Regions from separate parts of the Rattus norvegicus genome. Here region 1 is linked to region 2. A link is a contact called in public Hi-C data. All regions are on one chromosome and are shown on one strand. Each heading gives the region's core, a stretch centred on a gene start, on an enhancer-like site or on the middle of the called end of the contact. The rest is flanking DNA. Distances are from core to core; before and after follow the strand shown.

Region 1 (6,205 bases), core at 1,423-3,922, 200 kb after region 2:
TTATGTATAATGTGCCTAGAGTCCCCATGTCTTAATTGAGAAAAGGATATTCACAGAGTCCTTAATAGTCACATATTTTCATAAAAAGTTTGCCTTTAATCCACAGCATTTTATATATTATGATATGAATATTATAAGAATATAAAATTAATTTTTATAGGAGACCTCAAACTATGGACAGTTTATAATATTCTAGATAAATTGGTTTGAGACAAATAGATAATCTTTCCCTTTGTGTAATTATATGGTGTATAAGGACACATGTACAGATAATAAAATGTTTCAGTCTAAATGGTCTTTAATTTGTAGCTCATTATTTGAAATTCCTTTGAAATGCATTTAGACAATGATTACTGAGTCCCGTGAAGACCTATTAAAATGTGATGGCCTTAATGATCAGATTTTAGCCAAGTCAGACCAGCTTTGTCATTTGTCTAGGAATATTTTGCACACACCACTCCTTATAACTTGTGACTATTATATTACCTTTTGCATTCCAACATAGACTATGACTATAAACAAAAATTTTCCATGCTTCAACAAAATGTATCTTATAGCTTGGTAAGATTCAGATTACAATTAATGTTTCATATTATTTTCAGTAGCTCCTACCACGAAATAACATGGGGATTTTTTTCCTTTAGTATTGAAGATATTATAGTAGAGTTTCTTAGTAGCTAAAGAATAAGTGACTTAATGATAATACATCATTTTCACATAAGAATTTAGAAAGGTATTCTTTAAAAAACTGTGTTTATTTGTTCTTAAACTAGTATCTTAGAATCCATACTTTGTGATTATTATTGTCTATGATGTTTTTGTCACTGTCCTTAAAATTATTAACATTTGGACTGAGGAGGTCAGTCAAAAGGTAAGAGAATTTGCTTGGCATGATCACCAGTGTCCAAGTCCTCAGAATCCTTATGAAAGCCATGGTTGTGCCTGTAACACCAGCACTGAGGAGTGGAGAGACATAGATACCAAAAACTCTCTTCTCCAACAGCCCAGTGAAAATAGTGAGCTTGACGTTTATGAAGAGATTATGCCTCACATCGTAAGAAAAAGAGCTATTTGGTAAGATGTCAGACTTCATGCTCTGGCTACTTCATGTTAATATACTGGTCCATGAAGCCACTCAGTCATATCATACCACACACACACACACACACCAGATTTATTAATTCAATCTTCAGCTTCCTATAAAATTGTTGGATGTCTTGCTTACAAATCATTACAGAATCATAAATTTTGCCACAAGATTCAAGAAAGGAGAGGATGGTCCATTATCATTTTAACATACTCATTTAGTCATGGTAAAACTTTCACACAGGTTGGTGAATGGGCAATTAGTTGTGCTTGATATGTGCATGTTAGGCCCATCCCCACCACCAATGCAAAGATACAAGTCTGTAACTCCACTCCTTAGAGAGTTCACTGGTCAAGCTAGCCTAGACCAGAGGATAAACTCCAGTTTCAGTAAGAAACTCTATTTCAAAAAGGGCAGCGTCTAATGAGAAAGGAAAGTAAGCAAAGGGTGCATGTGAGTGCACCGCCCAAATGTGCGCGCACGCGTGCGCGCACACACACACACACACACACACACACACACACACACACACACACACACACATGCATGCACATATACATACCCAATTCCTGAAGAACTCTGTACAATTATGTAAGTCATTGTCTTAGAGTTTTACTACTGTAAACAGGCACCATGACCAAGGCAAGTCTTACAAGGACAATATTTAATTGGGGCTGGTTTACAGGTTTGGAGGTTTAGTCCATTATCATCAAGACAGGAGCATGGCAGTGTCTAGGCAGGCACGGTGTAGGAGGAATTGAGAGTTCTACATCTTTATCTACAGGCCAGTAGGAGACGACTGACTCCCACATAGTCAGGAGAAGGGTTATAAAGTCCATGCCCAAAGTGACGTACCTCCTCCCACAAGGCCACACCTCCCAATAGTGCCCCCTGCCTCGGGCCAAGCATATTCAAACTACCACAGTCATTTTGCTGGAAGCAGATCTAAGTTACTGAGTCACATTTTAAAAATCAAAGCTCTGCAAACACACACACACACATGATAGTCTAAACATGTGTCTTCTTACAAGGTACATTTGGAGGCCAAAAACAGACTTTCATAATGGTAAGATCAGATATATTTTTTGGACCAAAATGTATTCTGAAAATTTTCTGTTGGTTATGAAAACAACCTGTTATAGAGAAGCAAAAACAGGAGGAACAACTGCCTTGATATTTTAAAGGTGAACTTACGATAGCCACAACCTGGAGCACGAGGACAAAAATGTCTTTAATTTGATCATTCTTTGCCTGCAAAATGCCACAGACATTATTATTTTCTTGAAAGCGCCGGAAACATGTCCTGATGCTTTAAAGCCTCTCATTCTTCTTAGTACACTGAGGTATTTCTAGTTCCTTCTTTCCTATTCCCAGCTTCACCCGTGTCATTAAAGTATACTGTCTGCTTTAGTCCGGGAGGCATTTATGGCCTCCACTGTCTTCTGAACTCTGGCAGAGATAATGCATCTGGGTTTCCTTAGTGATATTCTGAACACATTTTTGCTCTCTTCCACCCAGAGCACATACTTCTGGTGGAATTCCTGTTGTGTGGGAGGCCAGCTAAGCTGCATTCACACACTGGCACTCCCAGATGTGGTCTCCCTGGATTTGTTCCAGTCCCTCTGTCTCAGCAGCCAGACATGTGTTGCTGAAGTCTTTTCTTCAGCATCTGAGCTCGACAACCACAGGAGTCTTTGTGCTGTTTATTTATCTGATAGCTGTTGAGCCTCTGTCTCTCTCTGACTCGCTGTCTCTCTGTCTCTCTGTCTCTGTCTCTCTCTGTCTCTGTGTGTGTGTGTGTGTCTTTCCTTCTTTTATATGCTTGTGATTCCTTCTTTTCTATTAAAATTGTAAAACAGTTTGTTTCCACGGCAAAAAGTTAGACTTTTAATGGGAGCCAGGAGATGAGATACTGTGTTTGCCTGTTTGTTTTAACTACAGGAAGGTCACTACAACTGTGACTGCAAGCAGACACCTGCACCATCTGTTTTTGTCAACAAGCCTTTCAAAAGAACACAATATACAGTCATTTCCCACCAGGATGTGTTCTTCCAGACCTATGAAGAACTTTGGCTCACCTGAAACATGACTATTTTTTGAAAAAAATTTTTTTTTGCTATATTAAATGGTAGTAAGAATTGGGTGTTTGTGAGGAAAAAAGAAATCATGTCTGAAGTTAAAAGCTTGAATCCTACCCCCCTTTGTCTCTCTGTCTCTCTGTCTTCCTGTCTCCTCCCAAACCTTCCTCTCTCTTGGTCCTTTGGTGATGATTGGGGAAATGAGACGACAGAGTTGGAGAGCAGTCGCAGCCACCCAGCCTTCACTGTTCAGACTGATTTGAATACTTGAGGTAGATACAAGATGATTGACATATAATACTACCAATGGTGGTGTGTATACAATTGAGGGAAAGGCATCATTCATAGGAAGTGATCACAATTCTTTGTCAACTGATCCCCATCACTAGGGAAATACCCAGTGAGTGAAATTCGAGGGCCTTCAGAGTCCAGTCAGGCATCACAGCTCTCTATTTGCTGTTATTTATTCTGTGATGTACACAAAAGCCAAACAATGTATGCATCAGATATTTTTGTTCACATGTGAGAACAGACAGTGTCTTTATCATTTAAATAAGGGAAACTGAGACTACAGACAGCTCGGCAAGAAAAGGAAATATCCTATCTGGCCTCCTGAAAGTTCAATGATTTCATTAACACCTCCCCCCAACCCCCTGCGTCATAGTTATTTGTTTAAAACAGGAAACAGGCTTTTAATGTTAGGGATAGGATTGTGAGACCAGAAAACATCACAATGTGGATGAGGGCTGAGTGTGACAGAGAGTCATAGTCTCAATTCTTGACTTTCGCTTTCCATCCTAAGAACAATCTTAAACTTTGGCTTTTATCCAGAGGATCTCCCTGATCTCAGAAGAGCAAATATTCTACTGGTTTAATTTTCTCAGAGGAAATGGTTTTCCTCAGTCTTGACATCCCTAAAGGGGAGCCCATCATGGATAGATTTTCTATGTTAATGAGTTATTTTCTTTTACCTTTCTAAGTCATCTTCATAAACATTGCTTAGTTTGAAAAGGTGAGATTTTGTTTACTGTAGAAAAATACATTTTTTAGAGTATTCTTTTTCTTTTAATGTGAGACAAAAAAGAGAAGAAGGAAAACCCATAGCTTGTTTAGTGCAGAACAGAATGTTAGGTTAACTGCCTGAATCAGAACTTTCCCATACTGACTTAGGAATGAAGGCTTGTCCTGATTAGTAATCTTCACCAAGTTCGAAGGGTTAGAGGTGACTCAGGCTCCACGAATGTGTTCTGGTCTTATTTAAAGAAAGGCCCCTGAGTCATGTGGAGTTGTGTCAAAATGTGTGGTATGTCATGTTATTTTAAAAAGACAGCGTGGAGAGAGGAAATTGAACTATCTTCTTTTTTTTTTCAGGGAACTTTGCCCTTTTGCAGAAGTCATTTCCCACACATCTCCCTTTCTCTGCAGTGAGGCTGTGGTGTATTTTTATCATAGATATATCCCTAATGACTTCTCATGTCAAGCTTGCAAAGTGAACTATTTTTCATTAATATTTATCCTCAGATGCTGTTAAATGCATTGCTTAGAGATGAATACATTTACCATCGATCTCCTATCATTTGGAAGGCTCATCCATCTGAAAAGATGGCTAAACACATATATTTGTTATTTTTAACAATAGAAAAATTCACAAACAGAAATGAGCTTCATTTGTCTTAGCTAAGAAAATTTGAAAGTGTCAATCTTGTTTGTATTCTGGATTTTAAAGTGCATGTAAAAATTTTTTAGAAATGTTAAAAAAATGAAATTAAAAAGTATAAAGACCCAAAGGGCTGCCAGGGGAAGAAAAGGCAGCTTTCTTTAGAGCTGTGATTTGTGATACATTGACCATATTTCTGTGCATGCCCTTACATTCATGTGCAGGTAGAAAGCAAATTCAGTGGGTTGATTATTTATATATTGAAAAATCATAACAAGAAAATGAAATTGTGAGGATGTATGTGTGGATCCAGGCCTCCAACAGGAGAAGTATCAGAAGAAATGATTCCACTTGCATAAAATTCTCAAAGGGTAAATTAAAATATTACATAAAAATAAATATGTAAATTTTAAAAATGTTAAAAGCATTTTGATGGGAAAATTACACTTAGTTAAGATGGACTGTATCATTAGGGTTCATGATCAAGTATGAAATATTGAGTAAGGACTTGTCCAGCTCCATGAGTTGTTCTGTTATTATAAATCCACTTTTGCTTCTGAGTGTCTTTCTCTATACAACAGGACTAGTATATGTTTCTACTTCTGTTTGGGTAAGTTGCCTCTGGGTCTATGACTCAGTTCAATCAACCAAACAACCAATTAGAGCCATCCCCATCCCCAAAGCTAAAACACTGACTCAGGAATCCCTATCCCTATGTCCAGGTTGACTTGCTCCAACTTTACCAACTTGTTCCAACAATACCCTAAAGATATGCCGCCATTTTTATCCCTATTTTTTGCTGATGAAAACTGGCCAGACATGCAGCTGCTTGGGTGTGGATCCACAGTCTAACACAGTTGGCAATTGAGTCTAACTACAGATTTCAATGGCAATAAAATAATTGTAGGGCTAGCAGGAATCTTGATTGGACTCCCATTGGTGGGAGTTGCTTGTCACAGAGTGGTACTGAAGTCCTGGGACAGAACAGGCTGTGCCTCCATTGGGCTGCAAAGGAAAGGCTTTAAGAAGGCAGGACTCTATGTGGACATAGAGAGAAATCTTCACCAGAATTTGCTCATATATTCCAATCCCAAATTCCTGGACTCAAACAGTTCATAGTCCTTGCCCTAATTTTAATTAAAAAAAGTCCCATTAAGCTCTGGAATTCAGTGTGGGCTATAATTGGTCTAACCAAAACTGACATTTTATTTTCAGAAGTATTTACCCTCTGGCTGTGAGATAAGAATGCCTTTCCAAGCAAGATTTGTGAACTCCTTTTATAGAACATTTCCTAAGAATTTAGCATCCTGAGTTCATCACTCACATTCTCAAATTCTTCAGCATGATTATGAGAAACCAAACAACCTAATCGTTACCCTCCTT
Region 2 (6,177 bases), core at 1,322-3,821:
CTGAAGAGGACCAAATGTTCAAGGTCACCTTGGGCTATGCAGAGGATATTGTTCCAAATAATCTTATAGCAAATAGGTGAACATTCATGTATACGAACATACATTCTTTCTTCTAAAGAAATAAATTTGTGTATGCATGTATATGTAAATATGTTTATGATATTTATATATACACTCTATACTTTTAATAAGACAAATGTATTTCTTGTGAATTACCTTTTCTAAATGCAGGGACTGCCTCTCTATTATAAAGTGTTAGGGTGGTATAATCATGTGAGATATGAAAGTTTTAATGAAGTCTCAGGTACTAATGGCAGTTATATTTTATATTTATATATACTTTTCTAGTTTGGAAATGGGTTAATAATTAGTTTGTCTGTTTCTCATAGAAGTTGAGCACCATAGACTGAAGTTAAAAGAGATCTGTCCTGGTCTAAATTCATACTTCCTTGTTCAATTCTTGTGGGGAGGAAGGAAGCCTTGAGTGTGTGCAATCTTTGGTGAATGGATATCATTGATATGGGCAGAGCCAGGCAAAAGACACCAAAACCCCAGTGTCACAGGGAAATGACAGTCTTCCCTGGTTTCCAAGCACCAGCCTCAGAATGGAGAGGGATTCTGAGAGATGGGGTGTGTCTTATTCAGGGTTTGAATTTTTGCTCAAAACACCATGACCAAGAAGCAAGTTGGGGAGGAAAGGGTTTATTCAACTTACACTTCTGCATTGCTGTTCATCACCAAAGGAAGTCAGGACAGGAACTCACACAGGGCAGGAAATTGGAGCAGTTGCTAATGGAGGGGCCATGGAGAGGTGCTGCTTACTGAATTGTTTCCCTTGGCTTGCTCAGCTTGCTTTTTTAGAGCACCCAAGACTACCAGCCCAGAGATGGCACCACCCACAATGGGCTGGGTCATCCCCCTTGATCACTAATTGAGAAAATGCCTTGCAGCTGGATCTCATGGAGGCATTTCCTCAAAGGAGGCTCCTTTCTCTGTGATAACTCAAGTTGACACACAAAACCAGCCAGTACAGGGTGTCGGGGAACAGCAAAAGGAAGGATTCAAAGGCAAATTGCGGGTTCAAGCTGAAGACCTGTCTTCTGCTTGATAAAGGTTTTCCAGTCTGCTTCAGTGTTCTGCTTTCTCTCTGGAGATCTCTCTGTCTATATTCTGCTTGCTTGCTATTCTAAGAGATCTGTCTGTCTATGCCCTGCTTCCTTTTGTGTGTGTGCTTCTGTCTTGGTGTCTGTGTGTGGGCATGTGTGTCTCCGTGTCTGTCAGTTCTCCAAGCAGTTCTCTTTTTTATCCTAAAAAATTCACTGGGTAGCTCATCTCCTGCAGAACACAGATCCATTCTTTTATTTTCCATATCAATTCAGTCATTTCCTCCAGGCTTCCTTCAGATTATCTTATAAGTCAGTACCCCCTGACCCTAGCTCTTTGATTCTGAAGATAGCAAGCAAACATTTTTTTTTCTTAACTTGGTAAAAGAATTCATAGATCTGTCTACCTTTGTTAAGGACAAAGGATAAACTACTTGGGCGGGTCTCTGCCCTGAAATCACCATTTCTACCACACCTGGGCCTAACCTTATTGTGTGCCAGGCTGACCTTTAACTCAGGAATCCGCCTGCCTTTGTTTCTTTCTGACCAGTTGGTTCATTAATGCAGCTGCCTTTGTTCCTTTAGATTCGTGAAGCCCTTCATAATTCATATTGCATATTTGCATAGTGGAAAAAATATTTTTGAACTCATGTATCTAGAGCTCTTCCCCATAGCCTTAAGGGTTGCCCATTTTGCTGAGACATTAGCCACACCTCTTGGACTCCTGCTATTTGATTATCATGGAGTCAATACCATTAACAGGAAGGACCTTCCTCAGAGAAATGTGAAATAAGAACATTATTCCACAAACAAGCCTTATGCCCACGGTAGTGATCAACACTCTTGGAGGCTCACACCAGGGCCCTGTCCCAAAAGCAAGAACAATGTCACCAAATTACTCCGTCCCCATCAGGGCTACACTGGGCTCGGCACCTTGTGGTCCATGTGGTATGCTGATACATGTGGAGAAAATGTCCACCACAGCTTTCGTCTTGCAAATATTTTCAGCCTAAAGACTGGTCCTCTCCAAACACTGCTCCAACCAAGCTTAGCTAAATCTCTCTCCTCACATCAGCTGAGCACCTAAAACTAGCTTTTCTGTACTGAAATAAACCTGCCTTGATCAGTTGTATGCAGTCACATTGTCTTTCTGTTCTACTCTATACATGCTGTGCTTGTGGGGTGTGGTGATTTCCCAGAGAACCTGGTCTTTACAATCCCAGCTTTCTTTTCATGCATCTGTCTTGCCTCTATTTCTTCATGACTCCTATCAGGTTCGTCCTTGGAGTCAAACAGAGAAGCAGTTCTTGGTCTTTGAATTTGGACACTCATAGTATAGTACTTGTCTCTGTTGGAATATTATAAACAGAGCTCAGAAGTCAATGGTTTTAGCACCCTGAATGCATCTGGCCTGAATGTTAAGCAGTATTCGGCCTGGTTAGTTCTTGGGCGGTGTTTTATTTTGCCACTTCCCTTGAGGTCCTAAGCTCTGAGTCATAGAACTGGAAAGTTTACAGGCCGATCATAACTGCTTAATGTGTGGCTGCGTGAGCGAAAGTTCCTTCCTGTAAAATCGTTTACCGAGGTCTATAAACTGGTTTCTGTGACAGCCCAGTTTCGTTTTAATTTCTCCCATGCTTGTTTATACTTTGTTGATATTGTTGATTTCTTAATCTATTGGCTCAGAATCTTGCATAATTTGTAAACTCATACTTCGTTTTACATTTCTATTTTCTTCCTCCTATTAAAAAGTGAACACTGATGAAAAATACCTGGAGGTAACAATAATAAAACATCCGTAGACACAAGGAAGTTAAAGGAGACTCTGTTTGAGGCAATAGAATGAGCAGGAGGTAAGGAGAGTTAGTGACGAGCTCAGTGGCAAAGTCTAATTTCTGCTTTACCCATCGTCCTTTGCTCCCCAGGAGGAACTGCTGATAATTATTAAAGCAGCCTTTGAAAACTGCAGAGTACCTAGTCTCATATAGCTATATACTAATTTTCCAATGTGGTCTAAAAAAAAAAAGCCCAGATTGAGATACTTCAACAACATAAACTTCTCACAATTCTCGAGGCTGTAAGTACCAGATTAGCCATGAGCAAGGTATCTCTTTTGGCATGCGCATTGCGGTCTTTTCCTTCTGTTCTTATCTGGTCATCCCTCTATGTACAACTGCATCCCAACCTCCTTTTAATAAAAATGTATTGCCTTTAAAAGCAAATCTTCATTAGCTCTCTGTCTTTCTGTCTTCACGTTAGGTCATGCTCTGATATACTAAGAATTAGATCCTCAACCTACAACTACACAAGAATACTAGCCAGATCAGAGAAGTCTGTTTTTTTATATTTTATATAATTTATGATATAAAGTAGTAAGATGCATAATTTTATCCCCATTTTACTGACAGGTAAATTCAGAGATATAAATTGATATGCTCAAGGGCATTTGATTCAATGAGATGAAGTCAGTTTTAGACAGTGCCATGATCATCTTCGTTAAGTTTTACCTGATCCATAATCTCCCATATATCAGAAAAAATGAGTGCTTAATATTTTGTTATACAGAACAATGATAAATATAAACTCTGTGTGTGTTTGTGTGTGTGTGTGTGTGTGTGTGTGTGTGTGTGTGTGTGTGAGAGAGAGAGAGAGAGAGAGAGAGAGAGAGAGAGAGAGAGAATACGCGTGGAGATCAAGGGATAGTTATGTAAAGTCAATTATATCCTTCCTTACTGAGTACTGGTGTTTGAAGTGAGGTCACCAGGTTTGGCTCCTGGCATCTTTTAATTGCTTTGCTATTATGCTGGTAAACAGCCTATCCTTCAAGATGGAAGGTGTTTGCATTTTCAATTCTATTAGGAACATTCCTTGTTATGCTAAAGTACTAAACATTAATAATCAGAATACTTGTAAAAGTCTAGCACATATAAAGCATTAAGATGGGAAAATTTACATTTTCAGAACCTTACTTGATTCATCCACAATTCTTTCTATGAAAAATCTCATTTTCCTTTTTCTGATGTATCACTTACTAGAAAATAGTTTAAACTACAAGGCTGTAGATCAAGATTCTCATTTTCGTATTCAGAGTTTATATTTGAATTGATGACTAGATTGTAAGAATCTAGTAAGACACAGGCGGATCTCTGAGGCTTTCTGGAGCCAGTGTGGCTTTAATTAACAAACTCTAGGACAATGAATAACCCTCCCTGCAGGAAAAAACTCAACAAGGTGGATGGCATTTGTGTAGTGACACCCCAGGTTGATCCCCCAGCCTCCAGACATACACATTCATACATCTGTGTGTACACATACACATATATAAATCACACCCAAACACACACAAGGGATGAAGCTATAATTCCACAGACAGTGTTCTGAGAAAGGCTAGGTGCTGAAACACGATAAAGTTCAGGCATCTTCTTCTGTGTTTTGTAGCCACTAGTGCCACTCCTCATTAACATTCAGAAGAGAAACTTGCAAGAGAATGGCAGCTGACATATAGCAGATGTCTTCGATGTGGTAGATTCTGATACCTAGTGTTAATATCCTCATGGAAATTCACAGCATTGTCTAGGCAGGGGGCCAAGTGATAAGCATTAGAGCTTTGAAGGGAGATAGTAGAAATGAGGTTGGCTTTGTTTGAACTGCATATTCCTGCCAGGCAGAAGGGGCTCTCCTGAGTCTGTGAGAGTAAATTCCAAGAGCAGGGCCTGTGTTGGAAGATTTTTGTCCTGGGTGTTTCGAGGGTGTAGTTGAGGTAGGCAGAGCTCTGACTCAGGGATTCCAAAGAAACTGACTTATTTCATGACCTGTCAGCCCTCTGCAACTCTTATTGTATATTGGCATCATTAGCAGAATGGGGACAGCTGGCTCAGAGAAACGGGTTTTTGATGTGGGTACTTGCCAGAGAGAGGATGTGCAATGACCCTCTTCCACCCTCTTGGCTTTCTCCTCGATATTGCATTGATCATTTCAAGAGCTTTCACAAATATGGGCTAGGTTGACATTTTGCAATATCTTCTGGCAATTGTGAGATTTTATGGTCATGAAAGAAAACTCTCTTAAGGCAATTTACTTCTACCCATGGCCTACAAAGGACAGTTTTATATTGGGTCATTATCAACTGCCTACTTGCTTGGCATCTTTCTAAACGAGGCAACAGCAATAAAATAATTGTAAATGTTTGTCACTTTAATATATCTTAGTTTACTTACCCCAGTTAAGTTGCTTGATATCTTACTCATTGATTGAATGAGAGGTTTTGCTAGAAAGAACATATTTGACAACTCCTTACATGGTGTCATATCTGCTTAGCATATAAAAATAGACTGGCAAGATTGCTCAGTGGGTAACACATTTTCTAGGCAATGTGAGCACTAGAGTTTGAATGCCCAGCATGCACAAAAGATCTGGCTAGGCATGGCCCCCTGAATGTAATCCCAGGGCCTGAGAGGCATTGACAGGGAAGACTAGGGCACATTGGCTAGCTTGACTAGCTTAGTAAGTGAATGAGTACTTCAACTAACGGTGCTGGTTTGGCAAAAAAATGTGGAGAGGAGTAAAGATGACACAAACATTAACTCTGGCCTTCATATGCATTCATATGTGCAACCACACATACACATGCATGAATATATATCACAGGATGCATACATATACACCAAAGAGCTAGAAAATGTTCCTATATACTTATCATTCATTACAACAAAAATCCCCTCAATTACAATTGTTAACCACATTCAGTGTAGCATATATTACAGTGGATAGTCTGGGTATATTATCACTTGACCACTATGGCCACCCACTTGTACTGGTGGTAGGTAATGCATTTTCAATTTCACCAACCCTGAAATTAAGTTTCATGAGGAGTGAGTTTCTCAATCTATGGACATCAAGAGGTAGGATTCGAAGTCTGACTTGCTTTACATCAATGCAAGCCTATACTACAATTTTCCATGGGATCTACTTCTTCTGCCATGAATCTCAGACAGGCAGGATGGCATGACTGGCTATCTTGCCATAGCTCCTTGGCAACAAGCCCAGCATTAGAGTTATTTGTGATTTTGAATTT

The links. Hi-C and Micro-C count contacts between places; a contact is called where the count stands out from the background.
Region 1: a Hi-C map of the A7r5 cell line shows a contact between it and region 2, with 5 times the contacts expected there. The contact joins two enhancer-like sites. A contact is called at or near these places in 2 of 12 Hi-C or Micro-C datasets (the A7r5 cell line and the Rat2 cell line).

The regions. Positions count from the first base shown.
Region 1 is chr17:69,993,894-70,000,098 of GRCr8, forward strand. No RefSeq gene overlaps it. Among named protein-coding and RNA genes, the nearest start is that of Klf6, 540 kb to the left of the region's middle. Within about 2 kb of position 2,673, at least 16 of the 93 cell types and tissues checked have an H3K27ac peak or open chromatin away from gene starts, as enhancers often do. A contact at or near this core is called in the A7r5 cell line, where this site is marked.
Region 2 is chr17:69,795,805-69,801,981 of GRCr8, forward strand. The region is part of intron 3 of LOC102554523 (a long non-coding RNA gene); the gene reads left to right. Among named protein-coding and RNA genes, the nearest start is that of Klf6, 340 kb to the left of the region's middle. Within about 2 kb of position 2,572, at least 22 of the 93 cell types and tissues checked have an H3K27ac peak or open chromatin away from gene starts, as enhancers often do. A contact at or near this core is called in the A7r5 cell line, where this site is marked.